Regions from separate parts of the Pelodiscus sinensis genome. Here region 1 is linked to region 2. Evidence: chromatin contacts called from public Hi-C data. All regions are on one chromosome and are shown on one strand. Each heading gives the region's core, a stretch centred on a gene start, on an enhancer-like site or on the middle of the called end of the contact. The rest is flanking DNA. Distances are from core to core; before and after follow the strand shown.

Region 1 (6,544 bases), core at 1,370-3,869, 270 kb before region 2:
CTGTCACCTTGTGCTGCTGCTTCTGAGAAAGAGGCAGCAGCCCGGGGTAGCAGCAGTCCCCGTCTAGAGGGCATCTGAGCTCCTGGACCTGGTGCGAGTCGGAACTGAGCTGGACTGCCCGCCTGGCTGGCTCTTAATGCACTTGAAATGCAGAGCTGAAACAGACGTAGGTCCCAAACCTAGCCAGTACTGAGCTGGGTTGCCTGCCCGCTCAGCTCTTAAAACACTTTAAATGCAGAGCCGCAGCAGGGGTAGGTCCCAGACCCGCCGCAAGCCAGGACTGAGTCAGGCTGCTGAAAAATTTACTGGCAGGGAGAGGGGGAGAGCTTTTGCTTATCGGTTAATCGACTACACTATTAAATCTCTAGTGAGGATAGCGCTATTTTTCATTCCTATAGGTGAAGTTTCCTATCACAGTAGAGCAGGGGTCTCAAACTCATGGCCTATAGACCATCTCCAGTTGCAGCAACTGCACAATCCAGCCCATGAGTCAGGCTGGTAGAGGGATATCTGTTACCATTCCCTAAGTCCATCCCCTTCTCACCACTGCCCCGCTCCCTTCGCCCATGGATCCCAGTTTCTGAGGTTGCAACTTTGGGGATCATCAGGTGCACAGTAGCAGCAGCCTTCAGCCCCCCCTGCATTTCCTGCAACATAAGGAACCACAGGGAAGTGGTGTGAGTGTCTGCCAAGTGCACCCCACTTCCCCACAGCTACTTCTGCCACAGAGAGTGAGTAATAGGGGAGAGACCAAGTGCTGTTATCACCCCATGCCAGGCTGCATCCTCAGGGGACAGAGTGGCTAGGAGGGAGAAGGCAGGATGGTGGCAGGAAGGGGCAGGGCTTGGAGAATGTTAACAGACAGCCTTTCTTTCTTCCAGCCCATTCCTGGGCTGAATGAACAATTGCTCTGGCCAGGGACAGTCCACAGGTCAGGAGATTGAAACCCCTATATTATAGTATTGTTTCAATCCTTTTGCATCTCACACCCACTTTTACACACACATACAGTGCAAGCAATTTATCTTCTAAAATGCAAACTCTTGTTCATTTTAGTTTATGTCCCACATTTTTATACCTTTTTCTTTTTCCTTTTTATTACTTTATTAACTACTTTAGAAGGGAAAGGAAATCCAAACTTATCAGCCTGATTTGTCTGCAGACCACCTAAAAGAAAAATTAAAAATAAAGAGTTTGACTATACCAAACTGGTGGGGAGTCTCCATCCTTCCAAGTTAAACAGCATTCATCTTTGGCACCAGCAGGCTGAGCTATCAGACCTTCATATTAAATAATTCTGATTATCATCTTATTTTTTCTTCCATTACAATTATTAGTATCTGATATCTGAAATTATTTAAGATAGAGAATACTCTATAACAATTGAAAGTGCAGACATTAGGCATTCAAGTGGCATAGCACTGGTTTCTAGTTCCAATTTTCTTGATAGTATCCACTAAAATCCTGTTTGAGGTAATGCAAAGATGGTAATCAGAACTACTATTTAAGTCAGGTATCTCACTATTAGTGCTAAAACCATTTTGGCAGACCCATAACAAATATATTCAATGAAGACTTCACCTTTGTAATCAACCTAATTTGAGCTCTCTCACAAATTCTAACAACTGCTCTTGCATGGTGATAAAAGTGATAGCAAATAACAGACTAGATAATAAATTGGTAGAACTGTTGTCCTTATTTCTGCAATACAAAATAGTGGATAATCTGGTTCTATCATCCTTAATTTTTAAAAATAATGTTTACAAGAACATTATAAAAGTTCCTAGGGTTAACAGTTCCGTGAAATTAAGAAACAGCCTGCCTGTTCTCCCCAGAACATCCCTGAAGGCCCAGACTCCCATCTTGAGATTTGTGACAAATTCTCAGTTTTCATCCAATTTTATTTTCTGTGGCAAAACTGAGCTTTTTTTTTTTTTTTTTTTTTTAGCAACAACAAGGAAAAGTTTCTGAAAGTTAAAAAAAATGCTATTTTTGTAAACAAGCAAATACATGGACACCTATTTCCAAGCCATTTCATTTGGGTCTAGACACAAAGAAAAATAACACAGACATGCACGGCTGTGAGCGTTAGTACTGGAGCGGCACTATTCCCTCGGGGGTCTCTCAAAGAAAGGAAGAGATGTGGGAGCTGTAGACAGACCACTCCACCTGCTAGGGATGGATTCTAGTGACATTTCCGCTAGGTGAGGCGTGTGGAAGGCTGAACAGGGGGAGGACAAAGCTGCCTTCACCCTGGAGGGCGCCTCTGCCATTCACTAGTGCAGGGAGTCGGAGGCAAAGCCGCGTGGGATTTGTCACTTTCCAGTCACTTGACTAGAATGTGAGCAACTCCCAAGATTTGTTGTTCGGGGAGCAGGGTCCCTCGGTGGCCGTGGAAGGGCGCTGCCTCCAGCCACGCCGGGGATGGGGGCGCTGCCTCCCGGCTCAACCAGAGAGCCAGGCGGGCTGAGACGACGACCCTCCCACGCCACGTGACTAGGAGCGGCGCCTCGGTCACCCCAGTGCTGGGCTCCTAGGGGACCGTGCCTCAGGCTCGGCCCGTCCCGGCTGCCGTGTGGCGCGTACCGTATCGCAGACTGGCTGCGGGTGCGAGGGCAGGGCTGCCGGGGGCCTGCGCGCTGCCGCCAGCTCTGCTCGGTGGGTACCGCAGCCCCGACCCGCTCTCCCTGGGACTGGGGGCTCCCCCTGACTGGCCACCCCGGCTCGGTCCCTGGTCACGCGACCCAGCTCCCTCAGGACCGTTGCCTGGTGGGGCTGGGAACCAGCAGCTTCCACGACCTTCCTCAGGAGCAACGGCCCCCGACCCCCGCCTCCGGCTCAAACCGGAAATGGGGGGCACACTTCTCTCCACGGCACCGGAAGCACGGGCTTCCGCTTCCCGTCGCCGATGGCCACGGGGGCTGCCGCCATATTGGATCACGGGGCCGCAGCGGTGGCTGCCGAAGCTGTTCACGTAAACGATCTGCATGCGCGCCCGGCCAGAGCGGGGCTTCATCCTCGCGGTAGCCTGAGGGATGGGATAGGCGCGGGCGCGCTTCGGTCTCGCACGAGGCTCGGGGACGGGAGCGCGCGAGACCGTTAGCGGGATTGGGAGAGCAGCCCTGGGTGGGAGACACCACTGGGCTGGGGAAGGAGCGACTCGCTTGGGAGAGCCCACTGGGGATTTGATGGGGGGGGGGGGGGGGGAAGCAGTGAGACTAGGAGGGGTAGTGTCCCATTCAGAGGGGAAAGATGCAATCCTGGGGAGCCCTTTACAAATGAGAGAGCCCATTCACATGGGTGGGGGCAGAGGTAGGGTAGCCATGCTGTAAGCAGCCTGAGGCTCTGAAGCTGCCTCCTAGGCTGATCCAGATCTCTCAGCTCTGCCTACTGCAGCAGCTGGCAGTAGGACCTGGTCTGTATTGTGCCACCGGAGGGGGTGGGGTAGGGAGCTGGACAGTCAACTGACCAGTCCGTATACAGGACTCCAAGTTTTGTGCAATGGCTTGCGGAGTCACAAGACAGTTAACCATTTTCTTAACCGTAAGTGGTTTGTTAGCCTGTAATGACAGGTCCCTGTTGAATCACTGTGACTAAAGGAAGAAAGCAGGACAGGCAGTATTTCAAAACTGCCACGGAAACTTGACAAAGCAGCAGCAACAAAATCCACTCATGCATCATTGCCATGATGTTGCCGTTGATGGAAAATCTAGTCATAATTTACTCGCTTGCCAAAATATTGCCCACCCTGCTGGAATCACATTCTGCAAGGTGGAGTCTGTTCCATATTATTTAAGACTTTGTTCAAAGATTATCACATCAAGTTTGATTCTTATATTACCTCTACCTGGAGACATACTGATTTATATATATATTTTGATTTATAACAGTATCAGCTAAGGTGTGGTTTTTTTTGGTGGGTTTTTTTATGGTTTTTTTTAGTCATAAAGCTTTTATAGAATGTTAAAATTCATCAGAATAATCTAGAGGTGTAAAATCCCTGTTAATCAGTTAACAGGTTAACTGACTAAGCGACATCCTAGGCCCCCAGCCCTGCACTGGGACAGCTGCAACCGGCTCCCAGCCCCAGTGCTGGGCCTGGGCTTCCAGTGGACAGACACGGCTTTGGATGCTGGAGTAGGCCCATCCACACTGCCCACCCGCTCTTGCGCAAGAAGATTTACAGTAAAGCGTGGTAGAAAGGGACTTCTTGTGCAAGAGCTATGCTCTTTTCTAACAAGTGTAAACTCTCTTGCGCAAGAGGTCTTGCGCAAGATGGCAGTGTGGTCCTGAGGCAGGGTTTTCTTGCACAAGAAAGCCCTATGGCTAAAATGGCCATCAGAGCATTCTTGCGCAAGAGAGCGTCCACACTGCCATGGATGCTCTTGCACAAAAGCATATGGCCATGTTAACGTGTTCTTGTGCAAGAGTTCTTGTACAAGAATCCTTGCGCAAGATATTGCGCAAGAACCTGCCAGTGGAGACATAGCCTAAATGTCCCATAGTTAGCTTTTGATGTCATTTGGATGTTGAATATAATGGCCCATCCAGTTCGCATCTTTGTTGAAAATGTATTTGTTTTTCTTGCAGCTTGATTCAAGGCCCAGTGAGGGTAAAGATACTCATTCCATCAACTTCAGTGGATTTTGGATGAGGCCTATGATTTCTAAGTTTAAAAAGCCATTTTAATAGCATCTGGACTGTCAAAATAAACAATGGGTTGAAAGGAAAGTGTTGGTAAAAAGTATTCCACAAGATGGCAGCCTTACCCATGTAAAACACCATTTAAATTACATCAGCGTTGCTGTGGGAACCAGGGGATGAAATAATTAAAGACAATGAATCCTTCCCCAAGGTAACCAGGATTTTCAGGCTATTTTAGATAAAGGGCATTTTGAACATGTGCATGAAAAAGAAGCAGCAGGCTGATAGTTTGCCAGAAATAATATTTATTTTCCCCCGATAAATGCAGTTCTTGTGGCCTACAGATACAATACAAATTAGAGTATGTACATGCAGTGCAAATATCATCTGAACCACTATCTCTTGAAAATAATATACCTTCTCAGTAAGGATGTCAAATTTCGATGAGCTGATTGAGTAGTTGATGGAATTTCCATTGATTGCTCAATTAGTGAATGGGGGGGGGGAGGTACAGCGCAGAACCTGGCGTGAGCAGGGACTGCTTCAGTCCCCGCTTGCACTGAATTCCCTGTTGCACCTTCCTTGTGCCCCTCTCCCTTGCACTGCAGAGACAGTGCTGTGGGGAAGCAGCACAGACTCCTGCTCTTTAACCCCTTGCTGCCTCTGACATAGAGGCAGCAAGGGGGGGTGGAATGAGAGTAGTTGACTTGACTACCCCATAAGCTTAGGCTTATCAGGTAGTTGACTATTCAACTACTCTTTGCATCCCTGTTTCCCAGTCATGTCAAAGAAATGACAGGTAGGGCTAATAAAGTTCCTGGTGGATTAACAAACAAATTCTGTCAGTTCTAGATTTGAGGGCAGCTCCCCCAAGAATGCTCCAATCTCAGAATGCAATTCTAAAATCATCAGATGATAATTTATAGTGAGATATATTTATATTTAGTGAGATGATTTGACAATGTTTATGTTCCTATTTAAGTGTAAAAATGTAATAAGAAAAGCAAAAAAAGATTTTGAGTAACAGCTAGCCAAAAACTCTCAGAGAAATAACAAAATGTTTTTTAAGTACATTAGAAGCAGAAAGCCTGCTAAAAAACCTGTGGGTCCCCTAGACGATGGAGATATAAAAGGAGCAATCAAGGACGATAAAGCCATTGCGGAGAAACTAAATGATTTCTTTGCTTTAGTCTTCACGGCTGAGGACATCGGGGAGATTCCCAAATCTGCACCGTCCTTTGCGGGTGATGAATCTGAGGAACTGTCCCGGATTGAAGTGTCATTAGAGGAGGTTTGGAACAAATAGAAAAACTTAATGTTAACAAATCTCCAGGACCAAATGGCATTCATCCAAGGGTTCTAAAAGAACTCAAATGGGAAATTGCTGAACTATTATCTGTGGTTTATAACCTATCCTTTAAATTGGCTTCCGTGCCTAATGACTGGAAGGTAGACAATGTGACACTAATATTTAAAAAGGGCTCTAGAGGCGATCCTGGCAATTATAGACCGGTAAGTCTAACTTCAGTATCGGGCAAATTAGTCAAAACAATAGTAAAGAATAAAATTGTGAACCATGTAGAAGAACGTAAATGGACAAAAGTCAACATGGTTTCTGTAAAGGGAAATCCTGTCTTACTAATCTATTAGAGTTCTTTGAAGGAGTTAACAAACATGCAGACAAGGGGGATCCAGTAGATATAGTATACTTAGATTTTCAGAAAGCCTTTGATAAGGTCCCTCACCAAAGGCTCTTGTGTAAATTTCATGGCCATGGGATAAGAGGGAAGGTCCTTTCTTGGATTGAGAACTGATTAAAAGACAGGAAACAAAGGGTAGGAATAAATGGTAAATTTTCAGAACGGAGAGAGGTAACTAGTGGTGTCCCCCAAGGGTCAGT
Region 2 (6,629 bases), core at 1,969-4,468:
CTGAAGCAGCCTCTGTCCGTGAGGAGCTTGGAACCCCCGCGGACAGGGGCTGCTGCCACCCCATGCTGCTGCTTCTGATACAGAAGCAGCAGCCCAGGTTGGCAGGCAGGAGCCGGTCTGCACAGGGAGCCAATTTTTAAACTGGCTCTCCTTGCAGACCAGTTCCCACCTGCCACCCCGCACTGCTACCGCTGTATCAGAGGCAGCAGCGCGGGATGGCAGGGGGCTCCCCAGGAGTGGGAATGGGAACACACTGGCAGCTGCCCCCACCCATGGGGGCCAATGAATAATCGTATAACCGCTAAGAATTGTTGCGGTTACACAATAACTAAATTAAACAATTTCTAACATCCCTAAAAGTCACATGCCCAAATATGCATGGTTCAAATGAACATGTAGTTCAGGTATGGCAATATTTATTGCTAGAAATAGGCACTCTTTCGATACTAAAAAACAAAGTATGCTTTATTATTGCCATATGGAGTAAACATGGTACTTTAAGGATGGCATAGCCTTAACCTATGCCTGTGGAACTCACTGCAGCAGGATGATAGGGCAAACACTTCGGTAACTTTTAAAAAGGAGGTTGATATGTTTATATGACTAAGGATAGGGCCAGCAGTTGTAGGAATTAGAACAAAATTACAAGGGATCTCAAGCTTCCTGTTTCAAAGTTAATCACTGGAGGCAGTGAGAAACTGATTGCTAGTGGTGGTCAGGAAGAAATGAAACCCTGTGTGGATTAATTTTGTATGATTAAATGTCTTGTGGGGAATTTTATACCTCATTCTGAAACACCCAGCATTAGCCAATGTCAGACACAAGATACCAGATTCAATGGATTGCTTTTCTGCATAGGAAGGACTCGCATGTTACAGTTCCCCTATTTGTAATGCAGAGCATTGTATAATATGCAACATGCTGCAGTGCATATTCTTTCCAATGTACATCTCGGTGCCTATAAATGCTGGCTTTTTTCCTCCTCATAGCTGCCAGATGGCGTGGGACAGCTTATGCTGCTTTTCAGAGCTGCTGAATTTTAATCAGATGAAAAGGACAATGCATCGCATGCAGAATTTTGCTCTCCCACCTTTCAACAACTACTACAACCCACAGAAAGATATGGATATGGGGCTACTCCCCATAGTGTACTTGGGATGAGGACATAATTGTAAGAATCATATTCATCTAGCCATCCCATTTACCTCCCCCCAAATTGATTCCATTTTATTCTGGCTTTAAGAAAGTACGTAAATGAAAGAGACACACTGGATAGATATGTTCTCTTTTGGGGTGTATGTGGGCAAGGGGACTGATTCACAAGTATCTTCTTTTAAGTCGTTTTGGTAGCAGAAGTCTTGACCAGGTACAGGAGATAAAATAGTTCAATGTCCATGTCAACTGAGATATGCTAATCACCAAACGTGGTGCACTGGTAGTAAAGCAGAACTAAAGTTGCTCAAATTAGTAGTCAGACTCACTGTGCCTGGGAATGTTCAATATATTAATGCAGGGCCAAATTGGAACCAGACTCCTGGTGAGCCAGAGGTGCTGGCAGGCAGTAGGCAACTCCTTACATAGCCTGCATACAAGCTGGCCAGCAGCAGAATAAACAAATCACCCCACAAGATAGCACATCATAAGATAGGATGACTCAGAAAAACATTGGTAGGTAGGAAGGTATGTTAAATGCTGGTGGTTATTTTGGTCCAGTACCCAGTAAATAAATGTCCACGCTGGCCCTTGTTCACACTAAGAGGAGAAGCCACAGGAATGAATGGCCCACTGGCACTGAACTTCATTGCCACTAGAAGTAAAAGTGAACCAAATTCTGCTATTCTTTTCACTAATGTAAATCCAGAGTAACACCATTAATGGTCATAAGTTTATTCTGGATTTATATTAGCGGTCCTCTGTGCAGAATTTGCCCCTAAAACTAAATCTACAAAAATAGTTTTGGTTATTAGGGCTGCATAGGGTTGCCAGGTGTCCGGTATTGACCTGGACAGTCCGGTATTTTTGCCTCCTGTCTGGTAAAAAAATTCAGAAAATACCCCCGCCCCTTTTTTTGGTAGTTTTGGTTAAACCATCTGGCAACCCTAGGGCTGCATTTTAAATGCAGTATGTATGCGGATATGATGTACCAGGTATCAATTACCGGGTATGGGGCCTAGTGGTGGGGTAGTCTTCCACTTTTAGAGAGACATATAGAAAATAAACTGTTATTGCTGTTAGGGGGGCAGAGGATTAGCTCTTTGAGTAACTTACGAGGGTACTAAAATACATTACAAATCAGCATGTTTCTTCAAAAAAAAAAAAAACTTAAAAAACAAGGCACCTTGTTCCACTCATCTGAACTGGGTTGTGCCCATGAAAACTCATGATACTATATATATTTTTGTTAGTATCTAAGGTGCTACAGGACCACTCATTTTTTAAGTTTTTTCAAGTTAGACTAACACCACTACCCCTCTGAGACTGTTAAACATGTTTCTTCATAGAGTTGTTGGACACTGACAGGGAAACTAGATAGGCACCCAGAGATCAAAGGGTCTGCATGTCCCACTTAAAATCAGTGAAACAATAGATCATGAAGACAAAAAATATTCCTTATCCCAACTATTGTAAAGCAGGATCAGCACCGCAAACCTGCAGCCTCTTGTCAATTTTTGTTGCAGTGCAACAGAGGATGATTGCCAAAGCCACAGCCTCCCCCGGTGGCCAAATGCGCGCATTACACTCCCCCCTAGAAAAGTTTCCGGCGTTGCGAGCAGTCAGCCTGGCACAGGGGAGTCCCCCAAACCCGCACGCTGCGTCGGGCACGCAACAGGTGAGGAAGGAAAAGCTGCCTAGCGGGTGCGGCACTAGCCTAGCAGGTTCACTGCCCTGCTCCAGCGCAGGGAGCGCGCCGCACGGGGCCCTGGGGAGGGAGCTAGGGGAGCGGGCCGCCCCTGGAAATACCTGAGCCGGGTCTCCGGGAGCAGAGCTCGGAGCTGTCTTTCCCCCGCGGGCCCAGGCAGGGGGCAACGAACTCCCCGCGCACATGTTTCGAAGACATAAAAACGACAATTCCCAGAATGCATTGCTCAGCGCCCCACGGCCTTCCGGGCTGGCGACGCGGTGCACGCTGGAAATCGTAGTTTCTTTGCTCAGCCCAAAGGCTCAAGTCCTATAAGAGGCGCCCTAGAGGAAGGACTCCCTTTCCCATAATGCAGCGGGACGGACATACGCAGAATGTGGCGCGCCGTCGGCGGCGGCAGCGGTGCCGGTGGCACCGGGTGAGCTGGGAGCGGCGGCTGCTGAGGCCTGGCTGCGCCGGGCAGCAGGCGTGGGGCATGTCGGAGAGCGGAGGCGCCGGCGGAGCTGCCCCGGGCGGGGGAGGCGGCGGCGCTGGAGCTGGGGGAGCAGCGGGGCCTGGGGGCGCGGCTGTCGGGGCGGGGCCCGGCGCCACCGACCCGGCCTCGCTGCCCCCCGGGGACGCTCAGCTCATCGCGCTCATCGTGGAGCAGCTCAAGAGCCGCGGCCTCTTCGACGGCTTCCGCCGGGACTGCCTGGCCGACGTGGACACCAAGGTAGCGCTGCAGGGGCCTGGCCCCACCAGCGCCTCCCCCGCAGGGGCACCTGGGAACGGGGCCTGGTTCTCTCGGCCGACCGGGGTACCAGGGCCGCGCTTTTCGCCTGGGCACGTTCGCACTGCTCGGGACGGAGACGCCGGGCGCTCTCTGACCCTGCAAGGAACAGAGGCTGCCCCTCACTCAGGCTCCAGCGGCTCTTCTGGGACTGCCCTGCTAACAGGGGCAATAGGCTGATAGGGGCTTTTCCCCGCCCAAAATCTCTAGTGCGGTCTCGCTACTTGAGCTCCACAGCTTTGGCTTGGGCTCTTTGGCTGACATGGGTACGAGGGTCTGAGTGTCTCATCACCTTCCTGTTTCAAACATCATCCCCCAAGTTCTGGCCTGTTGTCTGACAACCATCCCCTAGTTTTTCAGACTCGACCCTGAAGCTTCTGCTTCAGTCACCTACTTCATCTTGGGTTCCAACTTTCTTTTGGGGAGCCTGGATCTATCTCAAACCTGCAGCCAAGAGTGACCTTAACTAAAATATACAAGTGTTTCATGAAGCCCAGAAGATAAACTTTTCAGTTTCAGGGCTTTTTAACTTTCTACTATACGGTACAAGGTTTCCCACTCGTGTTTTTTCTGACCCCTGCATATGCTTATCTAATTTCTGTGTCCATGGTCTTCCTGAGAAATGGTAGAAAGCACGACTGATAATTCAGTGAAAGTCACTATTACCCAAGTCATTTCTCACTAGTGCAAGATTAGGGGATGCAAAAGCTGCTGGGCTTTCCTGCACTTGGATGAAACCCAAAACTTCCACTAGTCAGCACTTCAGTCAGTGAAAGTACTTTTGCAGGAATTGGGTGCAATCCCCACTGTTATCATCCTGAAGGGGTGTATGGTAGCTTGTTGTCTTCCTAAGCTTTACCTGAGACTTCAGCAGAATGTGGACATCCCTTCCTGTAATAAACCATTGCAGCATTTCTAAATAACTGTCTTGTTCCACCTTATAGGTGCTTGCAGTTTATCAGTGGGTGAAGTGATTCATATGTGTACATAGCTTGTAAAGCATTTCAGAGTCTTTTAACATAAAGTGCTACTTAGAATGAATACCTTTAAACCTCTGTAACCATATATCTACTTTTGCAATGATGTCACTTGTTTATTTGCAATTGCAACTATTTTTGCTGAAATGTTAACATGTAGCCTTTCTGACATGTATGTACTCCTAGAGTCATCCACCCAAAGTGTCCTCTTTAAAGCTATAGCTCCCTTTATGCTTACAAAAAAGTACTAGAATTAATACTGTTAATGGGGAATAGTCTGACAACAAGGGTGCAAGTGTTCTGGAGCCAAAGGAACCAACATTGGGGTGGGAAAATCTTAATAGAAATTTTGATTTCCCCTCTAATGCCACTGAGAACATCAGTATTGATAACCAATTACTGGTGTGTCTGAAACCACCACATTATTCTGTATTAAACCATGAAACTGCCACCTATATGATCGGAACAGATTTCTCTCAACAAACCTAAATGGAATTTGAACTGGCCACTTAAAAGGGATAGGCTCTGTAGCATATTGACAAGAGTATCATTTTAATTTTTGATGATGTTCCTTGTAGTGATTCTGGTCTTGCTATAAGACCATTTGCCACCTTTTTGCCCTTGCCCCACATTAGTAACTGGTATTCCCATACGCAGTAGGAATGTAAAACGGGGTTTAAAAACATAACCATGTAACTGCTAAAAATCTTAGTGGAGGCCTCCCTGGGAGCAGGGCTGGCAAAGGCTTCCCACCCCGCTCTTAGGGAGGAGGAGGCCTTCCTGCTGCTGCGAAACTGCCTCGCTAGCAGCAGGGCTGACAGGGGCCCTGGCAGTGGGAGCCAGCATGTAACCTGCAATGTGCCGCCCAGGTCAGGCCCACTACAGGCAGGGGCTGGCCAAGGAGTCCTTGCCTGTAGTGGCCCTTGTGGGGCTGGAGCATCCCATTGCCTGGGCCGATAGGGAACTGTTCCAGCCCCTACCGGTTAACCATTTACGTCCCTAATACTCAATAACATTTCCGTTTCCTAAAGTCTGAAGAACAGGAAAGGTAGATTTACACAGAGCATTAAATAAAAACCACCCCTCTCCACTTTCTTGGCTTTCCAGTTTGCATTAGGGTTACAGCAAGCACATCTGTTTGTTTATACTATCGTCAATTTTATCTAATTAAAGTGTCTTGTAGGAACTTTGTGGTTGGAAGTCATATTAGAGGCCTTCTTAAATATAACTCTTGCAACTGTTCGCGTCTGAGCGCCTGAATGGAATGCAAATTACCTGTGCACGCAAAACACAGGTCTAGCTATTGCAGTTATAATACACTTGAACATAGGTTGGGGCCTGAACTCAATTTTTGTTTTTCTTCATTTAAATGATTGCTCTGGGGTAGAACTGGGAATGAAGGGTTTAGTATGCAGGCTATCCCAAGGAGAAGGGACTTACCCCAGCCCTCTCTCACCACAGTAACTAGGGCCAGATGGGAAGTGCCTCTCCATGGCTTCTGCAGTTCCAATGGGCACAGCAGGGAGAAGGATGCAGGTGCCCCAGCTGAGACAGGTCCAGGTTTGTCTGCCTCCTGTGCTCCCCACCCAGAACGAGGAATACAGCAAACTGTGTACTTTTCCCTCCCTCCCTAATGAAGAGGAACAGTCAGTAACATCCCCATATGAATTGGTGGGGAGACATTCCTCCCCTGAACTCCATGGCGGGGGGGGGGGGGGGGGGGGAAGAGACTTGGCTGGGCAGTCCCAGAATAAGAAAATTGTTGAAGCCTGTGACCCAACATAATTTGACTAGAGTGTGGGCTTCAGGGTGGGGCTGAGGATGAGAGTTTTGGGCTGAGGAGGGGGCACCAGCTTTGCGGGAGTCAGGGCTAGGGCAGAAGGGGCTTATATTGAGTGGCTTCTGATTAGCAGTGGGGGTGCTAAGGCAGTCTTTCTGCCTCTCCTGGCACCATAGACCATGCTGTGCCCCATAAGCAACCAGCAGCAGGTACCCAGGCTATGGGCGTGCAGCACAAGAGCTC

What was found. Hi-C and Micro-C count contacts between places; a contact is called where the count stands out from the background.
Region 1: a Hi-C map of blood shows a contact between it and region 2, with 4 times the contacts expected there. The contact joins the promoter of NSG2 here to the promoter of BOD1 in region 2. A contact is called at or near these places in 3 of 5 Hi-C or Micro-C datasets (blood, liver and an unstated tissue).

Annotation. Positions count from the first base shown.
Region 1 is chr17:19,001,918-19,008,461 of ASM4963464v1, reverse strand. It overlaps NSG2 (neuronal vesicle trafficking associated 2), which reads right to left and starts at 2,619. Exons shown (of 6, transcript XM_075900278.1): 1 at 2,587-2,619. LOC112544047 (a long non-coding RNA gene) reads left to right here and starts at 2,701. Exons shown (of 2, transcript XR_003087364.2): 1 at 2,701-3,023; 2 at 4,591-4,731. It also overlaps a transcript of CPEB4 not described here.
Region 2 is chr17:18,732,093-18,738,721 of ASM4963464v1, reverse strand. BOD1 (biorientation of chromosomes in cell division 1) reads left to right here and starts at 3,218. Exons shown (of 4, transcript XM_006139168.4): 1 at 3,218-3,572. The coding sequence starts at 3,336. LOC142818716 (a long non-coding RNA gene) reads right to left here and starts at 3,062. Exons shown (of 3, transcript XR_012896320.1): 1 at 2,962-3,062.